2 separate regions of the Lactuca sativa genome follow, and region 1 is linked to region 2. The links are chromatin contacts, called in public Hi-C maps. All regions are on one chromosome and are shown on one strand. Each heading gives the region's core, a stretch centred on a gene start, on an enhancer-like site or on the middle of the called end of the contact. The rest is flanking DNA. Distances are from core to core; before and after follow the strand shown.

What was found. A called contact is a pair of places that touch in the nucleus more often than the background predicts.
Region 1: a Hi-C map of seed shows a contact between it and region 2, with 4 times the contacts expected there. The contact joins the promoter of LOC111904101 here to the promoter of LOC111878355 in region 2. A contact is called at or near these places in 2 of 4 Hi-C or Micro-C datasets (leaf and seed).

What each region holds. Positions count from the first base shown.
Region 1 is chr5:326,809,175-326,814,740 of Lsat_Salinas_v11, reverse strand. LOC111904101 (receptor-like protein kinase HERK 1) reads left to right here and starts at 3,362. Exons shown (of 1, transcript XM_023899877.3): 1 at 3,362-5,566. The coding sequence starts at 3,924.
Region 2 is chr5:326,469,142-326,474,999 of Lsat_Salinas_v11, reverse strand. It overlaps LOC111878355, which reads left to right and starts at 4,490. Exons shown (of 2, transcript XM_023874863.3): 1 at 4,490-5,107; 2 at 5,638-5,858. The coding sequence starts at 4,929. The coding sequence ends at 5,075.

The DNA of each region.
Region 1 (5,566 bases), core at 2,113-4,612, 340 kb before region 2:
AGTGGTGCGAACAATTTTGATGTGTTTAGAGCCATAAGGGAGCAATATCGCGTCGAAATGGGTCACGTTTTCGAGTATGAAAAAACATGGGAGTTTGTGAGAAAAAATCCAAAATGGATTATAACGCCAATATCGTCGGAGATACAATCAAAGAGGTATCACAATTCAAGTTCGTTTCACGTTTCGACGCACGAACTAACATCGACTTTAACGTTGACCTGAATGAGATCCCGGTCAACATCAAAGAGATCTCCCCCTACGACGACCGATCGGACGCGATAAAGCAAAGCACGCTCAACGACATGCATATGAAGCTGAAAGAATGGTACAAGAGTTGGTGGAAATATAAGAGAACTTCGACGCACACAATTTAATAGCAAAAGAAAGAGTCGAAGTACAATGCCAACACAAAGTTCCTTCGTCGTTAAGAAGATGAAGATCAAATGATGAATGACTTGGCAATTCTTCGGACCAACGAGGAAGATATGTTGTCATGATATTTGGGAGTGTTTCATGCGGTGAAGGAGAAGATCCACATGAGATATTTGGACTAGGACTACCGTTTTATGTTTTTAAATTATGATTATCGTGTTTTTTGTGTTCAATGTATTTTTTTTGTGTTATGTTATTATTTTTTTTTGTTTTTAAATGTTATGTTTACTTAGGATTTAATTAAATAACATGTTTTATTAATTTATATTTGTTTTTATAAATATTATACATAAAAAAAAGAAATCGAAATTAAAAAAAAAAGAAATTGAAAAAAAACAATAATGACATGGAAATTAATGAATGTTATAACATGTTGCTCATTTTCTTAATTGATATTATAACACAATGACTAACATGACATGAGAGGTGACAACGTTTTGGTGTGTTAACATACATTAACATTTTGTCCACACCTATTAGTCATAACAATGCATAATGAGATAAATAGAATAAGGTTAGTGATAGTCTTATCAACTACTTTTTACTAAAGTTCAATTTTATGAGTTACTTTATTAACTAACACCTAGATTTTCAGTTATGAGAATTAAATTTTCAATAAACTATTAACTTTTCAACTAATGTCTCAAATAGAGCCTAAAATCACCGGGTGGCCTGCGTGTTGCACCATATTTATTAATCTCACATTTCCGTACAAATTTTCTTAATGTTCTCTTAGATAAGGAATATTTCTATAATTTTTTTAATCTTTAGTGACCATTTCTCTAGTTTTGTGATACATAGGGTTAATTGATGTTATTTTACAGACTTTTAAAGTTGTAAAAATCGTTCGACGGTAGCTCGACGGTTAACTGATGTTAAATGATAAATCAGTCTTGGTAGAGATTAATCGGGAACCATAGATTATTAATAAAATATCAAAATTAATCAAATATTAATATATTTTAAGAAAAACAAGTACTTCAAAATTAGAAAATAAGAAAATTTGTAATTGAAAATATGAATATTTTGAAAAAATATTAGAAATTTCAAAATTTTGAAAAATTTGGAGTAAAAAGTTGATTTTTTTATTTAATTTTTTTTACTTTTATTGACCGATTAATCCCGCCGAAACCGATTAATCTCGCCAAACTCGATTAATCATAAATTTCCGATTAATACCCTAATCCTCGACGGTTGGAGAACGCCAAACAATTAATCCACGACTAATCGCCATTTAATCCCGATTTCTGCAACAATTTCTGTACATTTGCTAATAGAAAGGGACGGTATTTTAATTTTATGAAAAATAAGAACCATTTTTGCAAATTCGTTATTAAGAAGGGACCATTTATGTAGTTTTTCTGAAACTTAGAGATCATTCCTGTTAAAAGAATTCAACATATGGACCTATTTTATAAATTAAAAGTGTAATTTGTTTTCTGATCATTTATGCAACTTTCTTGTAAAAAGAGACTATTTTATAAGTTAAAGGGACTATTTTTGTATAAAATTTGTTTTGGAAGAGACTATTTGAATAAATATCTCAATGTAAAAAATTATAGAATAATTATTGTCATATTCATATGACAAATTTTAAATAAACCACATAGACCAAAAGATAGCTAATTCATTAATACGCAACTATAAAACTAAAAAGATATATTTACATAATCTACATTAACTACATATCTTTGAATTCAAGTAAACAAGAATCTAATATGGGTTTTGATTTGATTGAAATCGTAATATATTATAACTAAACTATATTTTTATTCCTTTATTATTATTATTATTATTATTATTATTATTATTATTATTATTATAGATTTGATTTTAAAATTATTTTTTATACAGATTGTCCTTGCAGTTTTATTTTATACAAATATATAGATATTTTGAATAAAAAGATAACTTTAAATATATAGATATTTTTAATAAAAAGATAACTTTAAGGACAGACATAAATATACTCACTATTATCGTATTGAATTTTTACTTCATAAATAAATTGTGGCATTATTATTCAACTCTTTTAATTATATATTTTTCCCTCAAAAGGCATGTAAAACTTATATTTTTCTTGAAATCATGTATCTATTAATTGTTTATATTAAAAAGAATTATCTACTGAACAATTTGAACTTCATATACATTAAGCAAGTGGATGTAATAATGAATCTATTATAATAGGTTTTCTCTTTGTCATTTGTTGCATTTTCATTTAATTTTTCAAATGTGATTTTATAGTTATTTTGAATTTTTTTTTTCTACATGTTATTTTATAAGTTTTTTTTTTTTATTTTTTAAATTTCATATAATATTTTATTGTAATAATTGTAATAAATATACTATTTAAATGGATATCAATGTCATTAATGAATTTATTTTTTAATTTTATAATTCTCAAAATTAAAGCTCATTTGTTTTTTTTTTGTTTATTTATTTAAATTTAAAAGATAAAAACTATTTCTATCATAATAATTCATTATTATTTTTTATTTTTTATAAATTTAAAGTTCTTAAATATTAAAACATTTATATATATATATATATATATATATATATATATATATATATATATATATATATATATATATTAACCTATGTAATACATAAGTCTCAGATGTATTTTTTTAACGATAAAACTAATAATTTTTTTAATGGATCTATATTTCTATGTTTGATATGGACTTGAACCCATTATTTAAAAAAAGCCACTATATATAAAATTAAAATAAAAAAAAGATGGACAACCCTAATCAATGCGGAAACAAACGAACGCTAGAATATGAATTGGGACAAAAGGCCAAACTTTATAGCGAATAACAGCTTTCGTGGACCTTATTTGAATTAAGAAAAGTGTAAGGGACCTATATAGAGCAGTTAGAAAGTTAAAGGTGACTAAGTAAAACATTTCCTTTGGTCTAATTCCGCCATTGCAGGCTTCTACCGAGGTTGTCTATTTTATCTTTTTTCTTCTCCGATTCTCTTTACACTCGTCTTCATCCACTACTCACCACCAACAAGAACAATCTCCATCATCCTTTTGAAAAAAAAGGAAAAAAACAAAACTTTCTTACCATTTCCCTTTGACCCCAAATTTCATCCTATCAATACACAGCTGATTTTTCATATTATTTTATTAATCGTTTTCGTTAACCCGAACGAATCTATCAATCTGTCACCATCTGATGCTTGCCGTCCTGTTCATACCGGCCTGGCTGGCTCCTCGCTAGATTTATGCTTTGATTAATCCCAATATCTTCTCTGTTCTCCACAGCGCATCAGTTAACATCTGGTTAATTCGTCAAATCTGCTGTTCTTGATCTGTCAGGTGTTTCATTTTCTTTCAATCTTATATGGGTATTGGATAGTAGATCTCTTAATTGCTACTGATCTGGGTTCAAGAACCCTAGATTTCTAATTTATCGAAGCAAACCCCTTTTGTTTTATCGATTATTGTGAAAACCCCCATCTGAAATCGAATTATTATGATGGGTTTTGTGGGGTTGAAGCTACTGTTTATCGGGGTTGTGTTCTTCTTGTGTTTATCTTCTTGTTATTCTCAGTTTAATCCGGCGGATAAGTATTCGATTGATTGTGGATCTCCGAGCAACACCACCATCGGCAATCGGGTGTTTTTATCTGATAGTTTGGCTTCGAGTTTTCTTTCAACCCCACAAAATGTTTTGGTTGATACTTCTGCAAATTCAATTCCTTCATCTGAATACTCTCCGCTGTATAAAACAGCAAGAATCTTTACACAAACATCTACATACACTTTTCGAATCACTCAAAGCGGTCGTCACTGGATCCGTCTTTATTTCTTCCCATTCTCCGCCAGTAATTACAATCTAACCACCGCAGTTTTCTCCGTTTCAACTCCAGATCACTCTCTGTTGAGCGATTTCAAAGCCGAAAGTGTTCAGACCAAAGAATATTCAGTAAATGTCACCTCCGGCGACCTTGAAATCACCTTTACACCTACCGGGAGTTCATTTGCTTTCTTGAATGGTTTAGAAGTTGTTTCGGTTCCAGATCCGTTGATCCCCGATGATGCAATGTCCGTCAACCCTCCGACAAACTTCAAAGGGATGTTGAATAAGGCGCTGGAGACGCTTGCTAGGGTGAACATGGGTGGTCCGGTGGTCACATCCAGGAATGATTCATTGTGGAGATCTTGGGTTACTGATCTGAGCTATTCAAAGAACCGGAATTTTGAATCGAATGTTTCAAATCCCACCGCTGTTAGATACCCACCCGACGGCGCTACTCAAGACGATGCTCCGGTCAGCGTCTATGGAACCGCCGCAACGATGGCATCTGAAAACGACCCAAAAGCCAATTTCAACGTCACCTGGGAGTTCCCGGTGGATCGTGGATTCCAGTATCTCGTCCGCCTCCATTTTTGCGATATCGTAAGTACTTCTGCCAATACACTCTACTTCAACGTCTACATCGACGACTCCAACGTTCTACCCGATTACGATCTCTCCACCAAGTTCGGCGGAAGCTTAGCCATGGCGTCTTACTCCGATTTCGTAACCCAATCGCTTAATAAAAACCAAATTCGCATCAGCATCGGTCCTTCCTCCATCAAAGACGTTAACCCCAACGCTATACTGAACGGCGTCGAGATTATGAAGTTGAGTAATTCCGACGGTAGTCTTTCCGGTGGAAACATCCCGTCCTCCAATTCTAGCTCTAAAAAGAGCATCGGTCTGATCATCGGTGTAGTCGTCGGAGTTCTTGTAGCAATTTTAGCAGGTGTCATTTTCTTCTGTGTTTACAAAAAACGAAAACAAGAACAACTCAACCAATCAAAGATCTGGATTCCATTATCAACCAACGGGATTTCCCAAACAATGGGCAGCAAATACTCCAATGGAACAACAATTAGTGCTGGCTCAAACTTCAATTACAGGTGTCCATTCGCAGCAATTCAAGAAGCCACCAACAATTTTGACGAAAGCTGGGTGATCGGAATCGGTGGATTTGGTAAAGTCTACAAAGGTGTTTTAAGCGATGGAACAAAAGTAGCTGTGAAAAGAGGAAACCCAAAATCCCAACAAGGTTTAGCCGAATTCCAAACAGAAATCGAAATGCTTTCACAATTCAGACATCGCCATTTAGT
Region 2 (5,858 bases), core at 3,241-5,740:
CTTCAAGTTTCAGACTTTAACATTTAGAATAACCATCTTTAATTATGTTTAATATATTTTAAATTTAACTTTTTGTTAATTACCTCCAAAAATTCTAGTCCCAAATTGCATGTGTTATGTCATCTAAAAAGAAATATCTACTTGTGTTGACCAATTTTGAGAGAGCCCATCAAATTTGGAAGAAAAAATAAGAATAAATTTATGCCTTAACCCGAGATAGGTATGTGACACAATGAACTAAGATTTGTCTATGCTTTTGGTTAATCAAGAAATGAAAAAGCCATGAATTTTCATCTTGATACACCCTCATCAAATCTTGGATTTATGAGCCAATTCGATCTCTTTTAATCTTATCAAATCGTCATACCTTTAAGAAAAAAGTAATCACCAATAAATCCATCAAGTCTTCCTCATCTTGGACTGAGATGTCAACGCCATTACAAATCAACAACCATAAAAACCAATTAAACTGTTATTTTTTTTTTTTATCATTTCCAAAGCAAATGACCAATAATGGACTAGAACCAACCTGGACATCATTTTGGTAGCCTATCGGGTACGACATTAGCTTCTCCATATGGGATGTTCGGTGTTTAAGTCATGAGGGTTTTAATTAGGAGTTGGCCAGTAGAGGTTATGTGATATACTTCAGTGTCTTCACATATCTCCCAAATGGAGATCCTTCTTCCCAATCATTGCAAGGTTGGGAGCCGCAATGGGCGTCTGGGAACCCATTTTTATTTTACACAAGAGTACATGACCCTGTACCACTTTGATGACTTTTGAATTGTTATTTTACCATCATTATTCATTCTATCTTATGTAAACACTATAAGTATTTTGTGCATTCATGGAATGTATTTTGGAAATAGTCTGAGTACAACACACCAACAGGATCGGAGAAGAATTATGTACCACTTTGCTTGGTAATTAGACCCCTCTCACCCTCTGTTTGAATTGTTAAAACAATTTAAATATTAACAAAAATCTAAACCAATTAACAATGAAACATCCAAAAATCACTCCAAGAATTTAAAAGAGATATTGTTTGGAAAAAGAATGTTAGGAAACTAAAACGTAAAAGCTGTAAAACCCTATAAAATTAATACAAATTATACTCATATTACATAATTCTTATTTTATCTCAAAGAGTTTGAGAAAACCTAAAATTTACCCTGGCCGCTGGAAATAACGATACCGCACAACTGCATCTTCTCTGATCTCCACTAGTTTCAATCCGGCCGTTAGAAATAACGTCATCACCATTCGCTCCCTGACTACGTCGCCAAATTGTTGATCCCTGATTTCCGTCGTGTTCTACCGATTAATGGCCTCCACCTCCCTCTTTGGTCTCCTTTCTACATGAGAGTAAAAACGATATTTTTTTTTTCTATCTCTCTTTCTAGTTCTCCTTTCTCTTCTCCCACCAAACTATTGTAGAAACTATTATAGACCTTGCAGGACTTTGTAAAGTGTGAACTATGAATAGAGCTATGGTGTGCTAGAAGGCTAGAAGTGTAGGACAACTATTATCCATTAATTAGAATTATTTATTACTTACTAGTTTATAATTCGTGGTTCCCACGGTTACAAAATTAATTAAACTTTCATAGTATAAAAATTCAAAATTATTAATCAATTATTTTAAATAAATTATTAATTAAAAGTTTTTTTTATTATATAAAATTATAATCATCGAATTAAATAAATATATGAAATTATATCACTTTATAATTTGTATTAATTTTATTGTAGTTTTTATTCTAATGTTATTAATTTAATGTAATTAGAGTGGAAAATTTAAAATTTGAAATTTGAAATGAAGAATTAATAGATTAACAAGTGACATGCATTAATTAGGAAATTTAATAGGATGATACATGGCAAAAGAAGAATAAAATATGCATTAATTAAGAGACCTAATAGGGTAAAACATGTCAAAAGGAGAATAAAAACTATTCTTTTATTAGAATAGGGATAAGGATTAATTGTTTGATTAAAAATTATATATTGTCGTTACCGTAAAAAATGAAATAAAAATAGAACATTCAAATTATCTATCTGTTTATTAGTAGAAAGTAAAAGTAAAGAGTATTAAAATGTAGAATATTTATTTATATGGTGATATGATTATAAAGTATGGTTTTGCATAATTTGTGGTTTTGCATTTGGGTAAATGACACAAAAAACACTCTTTTTATACAGAAATTCGATTTTGACACCGTGTTTTTTTTGTGTCAATTTTGACACTGTGTTTTCCAATTTGTTACAATTCTGACCACTTGACCGGTTAATTAAGTTGTATGCTGATATGACATGATGACGTGTCAGTTTTGATGACGTGGCATGCTGACATGATATGCTGATGTGTCAAAATTGAATTTTTTTTCTCACAAAAAATACTAAGTTTTCACTTTTTTTCGATTTTGACACTAAGTTTAACTTTTTTCTTTCAACTTTGACACTATGTTTTTTTGTTCCAAATCGAACATCATTTTTTTTTTCCAATTTTGTTCAATGTTGACAATTTTTCATTTGAAACCGTATAAATATTTTTGTAATACATTTAAATCGTATAAATATGTTTTTTTTTCATTTAAAAACCATAGTTTTGTATAAATACATTTTTTTTACACTCAAACCATATTTTTATGTATAAATATGTATTAGTTATATAAAAATTGTATTTTATATTAAATATGTAACTTTAAAATGTGGTTTTTAAACGAAAAAAATATGTTTATACGGTTTAAAATGTAATAAAAAAAATATATTTATACGGTTTCAAATGGAAAATAGACAAAATTGAACAAAATTTGATAAATGATGTTCGATTGGAAAAAAAAAAAAACATAGTGTCAAAATTGAAATAAAAAATTAAACTTATTGTCAAAATCGAAAAAAGTGAAAACTTAGTGTTTTTTGTGGAAAAAAAATCAATTTGACACGTCAGCATATCATGTTAGCATGTCACGTCATCAAAACTGACACCTCATCATGCCACGTCAACATGTTACCTGGTTAACCGGTCAAGTGGTCAGAATTGTAACAAACTGGAAAACACAGTGTCAAAATTGACACAAAAAAATACGGTGTCAAAATCGAATTTCTATGTAAAAAGAGTGTTTTTTTGTGCCATTTACCCTTTGCATTTTGATTGAAAACTTAGTCTAAAAGATTAGTTTAAAATCAATTTTCCAAGACTTAAAAAAAAGTGGATAGATTTCATTTTTATTAAACAATATGACAATATTTTTTCTACTAGTTTTCTTGTTTATTGTCATAATTTTGAACAAATTTTTTTCTTGTCTATATTATTATGTTTTGAAATTTTGATTCCGACACCTCTAATCATACTATTTGTGTTCCGGCCCTGGTTGCCAAATAAAAATTGATATACGACACACAGTAAAAACATGATCTATAATCCTTGTGGTTCCAAGACAAAAAGGGCCTAACACCTAATCCACATTCATCCCCTTTTAACCAAGATTGGCCATAATAAGCAAATGATTAAGACCCAAACATTATAATAAAATGTTCAACTTGATAGAAACAAAAAATTTATTATCTTGTTGAAACATTATCGAGGGTCCAACATACCATTGTCTATAAAAGAAAAACAACTTGAAGAAGCAATCGAGAGTTAACCGATCGAACCAAAGCTCTACACCAATGATTTGATTCAGATGCATCAAATGATGTAAATAGGGATTTAGAAATTCATCCATTTTAGTCGTACCCCTCGATTGCCTATGCAAACTGTGAGTTCACGTTTCAATGCTAAAACAATTTGCAGCAACACTTCGATTGTTAAAATCGGGAACAAAAATTCTAGGAACTTTGGTTAAAATGAAGAACCTCCTAACCATGATTTGCAAGAGCAGATATACCTCCAAAAGATAAGCTTCTAGCCTTCCAAGTTGACAATTCATTTTCAAATTTGTCATAAACCGAATTCCATCCCTTCTTCCTTGACATATTTCACCTAATCGGCGTTATAATTAATAGAATCATACATCCCTTCCACTATACAAATGAAAAACCAACTACATAAATATCACTCTTGAGCACATATATTTGAAGTCCATATGTCAAATAAAAACATCTCAACAAAGGAATAATACAAATAAATTTATCTGTCAAACCACTGCCCATAAAACCGCATCGTCCATAGAAAAAAGGAAAAAAATGTGAGATACTTGAACCCGTACCAAATCTTACACTTTTAATGTTTCTTGTGATACCATCTAGAATTCTAGATGTAATATTCAAGGTTTATTGGTTGGATTAAAAATCTACACTTGAACCAATATTTCTTGAATTTGATATTAGTGATTCATATTTTCATTTAAAATATATTTTGATAAAACGATGTTATAGATTTTAGTCAATGATGAATTACAAGTTCATATCGAGAATTATTGCTACCAAACGACATATTTCTTTTACAAATTGCCACTTTTTTTTATATAATTATATGAACATACCCCTTTTTGAAAGAATAAAATTAGAACAGCTTTCAATCTTCTAAGCAAAAAGGTTATCTCTGCCTTTGTCATTTCGTTCTTGTGATTCAGTCTTTCAGTGGCAGAATTTGTCAAGATCTCCATACTTCCAAAATTTCCAATCAATATCATCTGCCACCTCCGTTCATTAATTCACCTAAAATTGATGTGTATATAATATATATATATATTCACACCCAAACCCCCAACACCCTTCTCCAATCGTTTTCTCTAGATAGACACAGATTTATAGGGTTTGTTGGTTTCTATGCACAGTAGATTTCTAAAAATATGCTCAAATGACAGATTCTTGGTCGATTTGATGAATCTTGTTTGTGGGTATTATTCGAAACCTTCTGTATAATTCAAACACCTAAGTAATTTTGAAGAGTAGCAGCATCAGTAGCAGTAGGTACGACTATGGCAGTACCTTGGAGTATGACACTGTGGATGGCGAATATGGTGTGGATGGCGCTGAGTGGTTGGGTTATATCGTGCTTGACTGTTGCTGATGAGATCGCTGGTTCACTTCGTACTGGCGATATCGGTCCATTTCATGTTGGTTAGATCGCAATTTGCTATCGTTTTCGATTGCGCTGGTGAGTAATTCTTCCATTATCATGTAATAATTCGAATCAATTCTTGATTGGCGGGGTTTCTGCTTATTTTGCCCTAAGTAATATGCCCTTTAGGTATGCATAATTCGTAATCAAGTCCTATGATAATGACGATGGTATGGTTAGGTTTTTTCTTCAATTAATTCGCCTTCAACAGTGGGATTATGTTTGCTTCATAGTATTTTGAATTGCCCCTTTTGTTGTATGAAGCTATCTTCTGATGAGTACATACTGTTTTGATGTGTGAAACTGTTATGCGATCAAAGGTGACATCAATATCATATAACTGGATATAGTTTTGTATTTTTTATGCTGCTTTGAATTCTTAGATTAGGATGAACACCCATGGAAATTTTGTTCTTCTTTAGGATGCAAATACATTGCTATAATGGATAAAAATGTTGCTCATTTGTAGTTATGGCCTCTTTTTGGGTGCAATTATATCATTCCATCAGTGTTATTATAATTATACAAATGAAATATAACTAATACCAAGTTGAATTTTCTTGCAGGTTTTAATGACTTAGTTTCTGTTGATGTAGATATTATATGCAAAAAAGTATCAATCACAATTTACAAAGGTTCCTCCTACCAAATGTTAGTCTTTTTATGTAGTAAAAAGTATGGAAGAAGGCTAAAAATCCGATAAAGTAAAGTTGTGTGGTTAAAAGATGGCATGGATATGTTTCTCATAATTGTAGCATCAACCATAATCGAGTTCATGTCTACAACT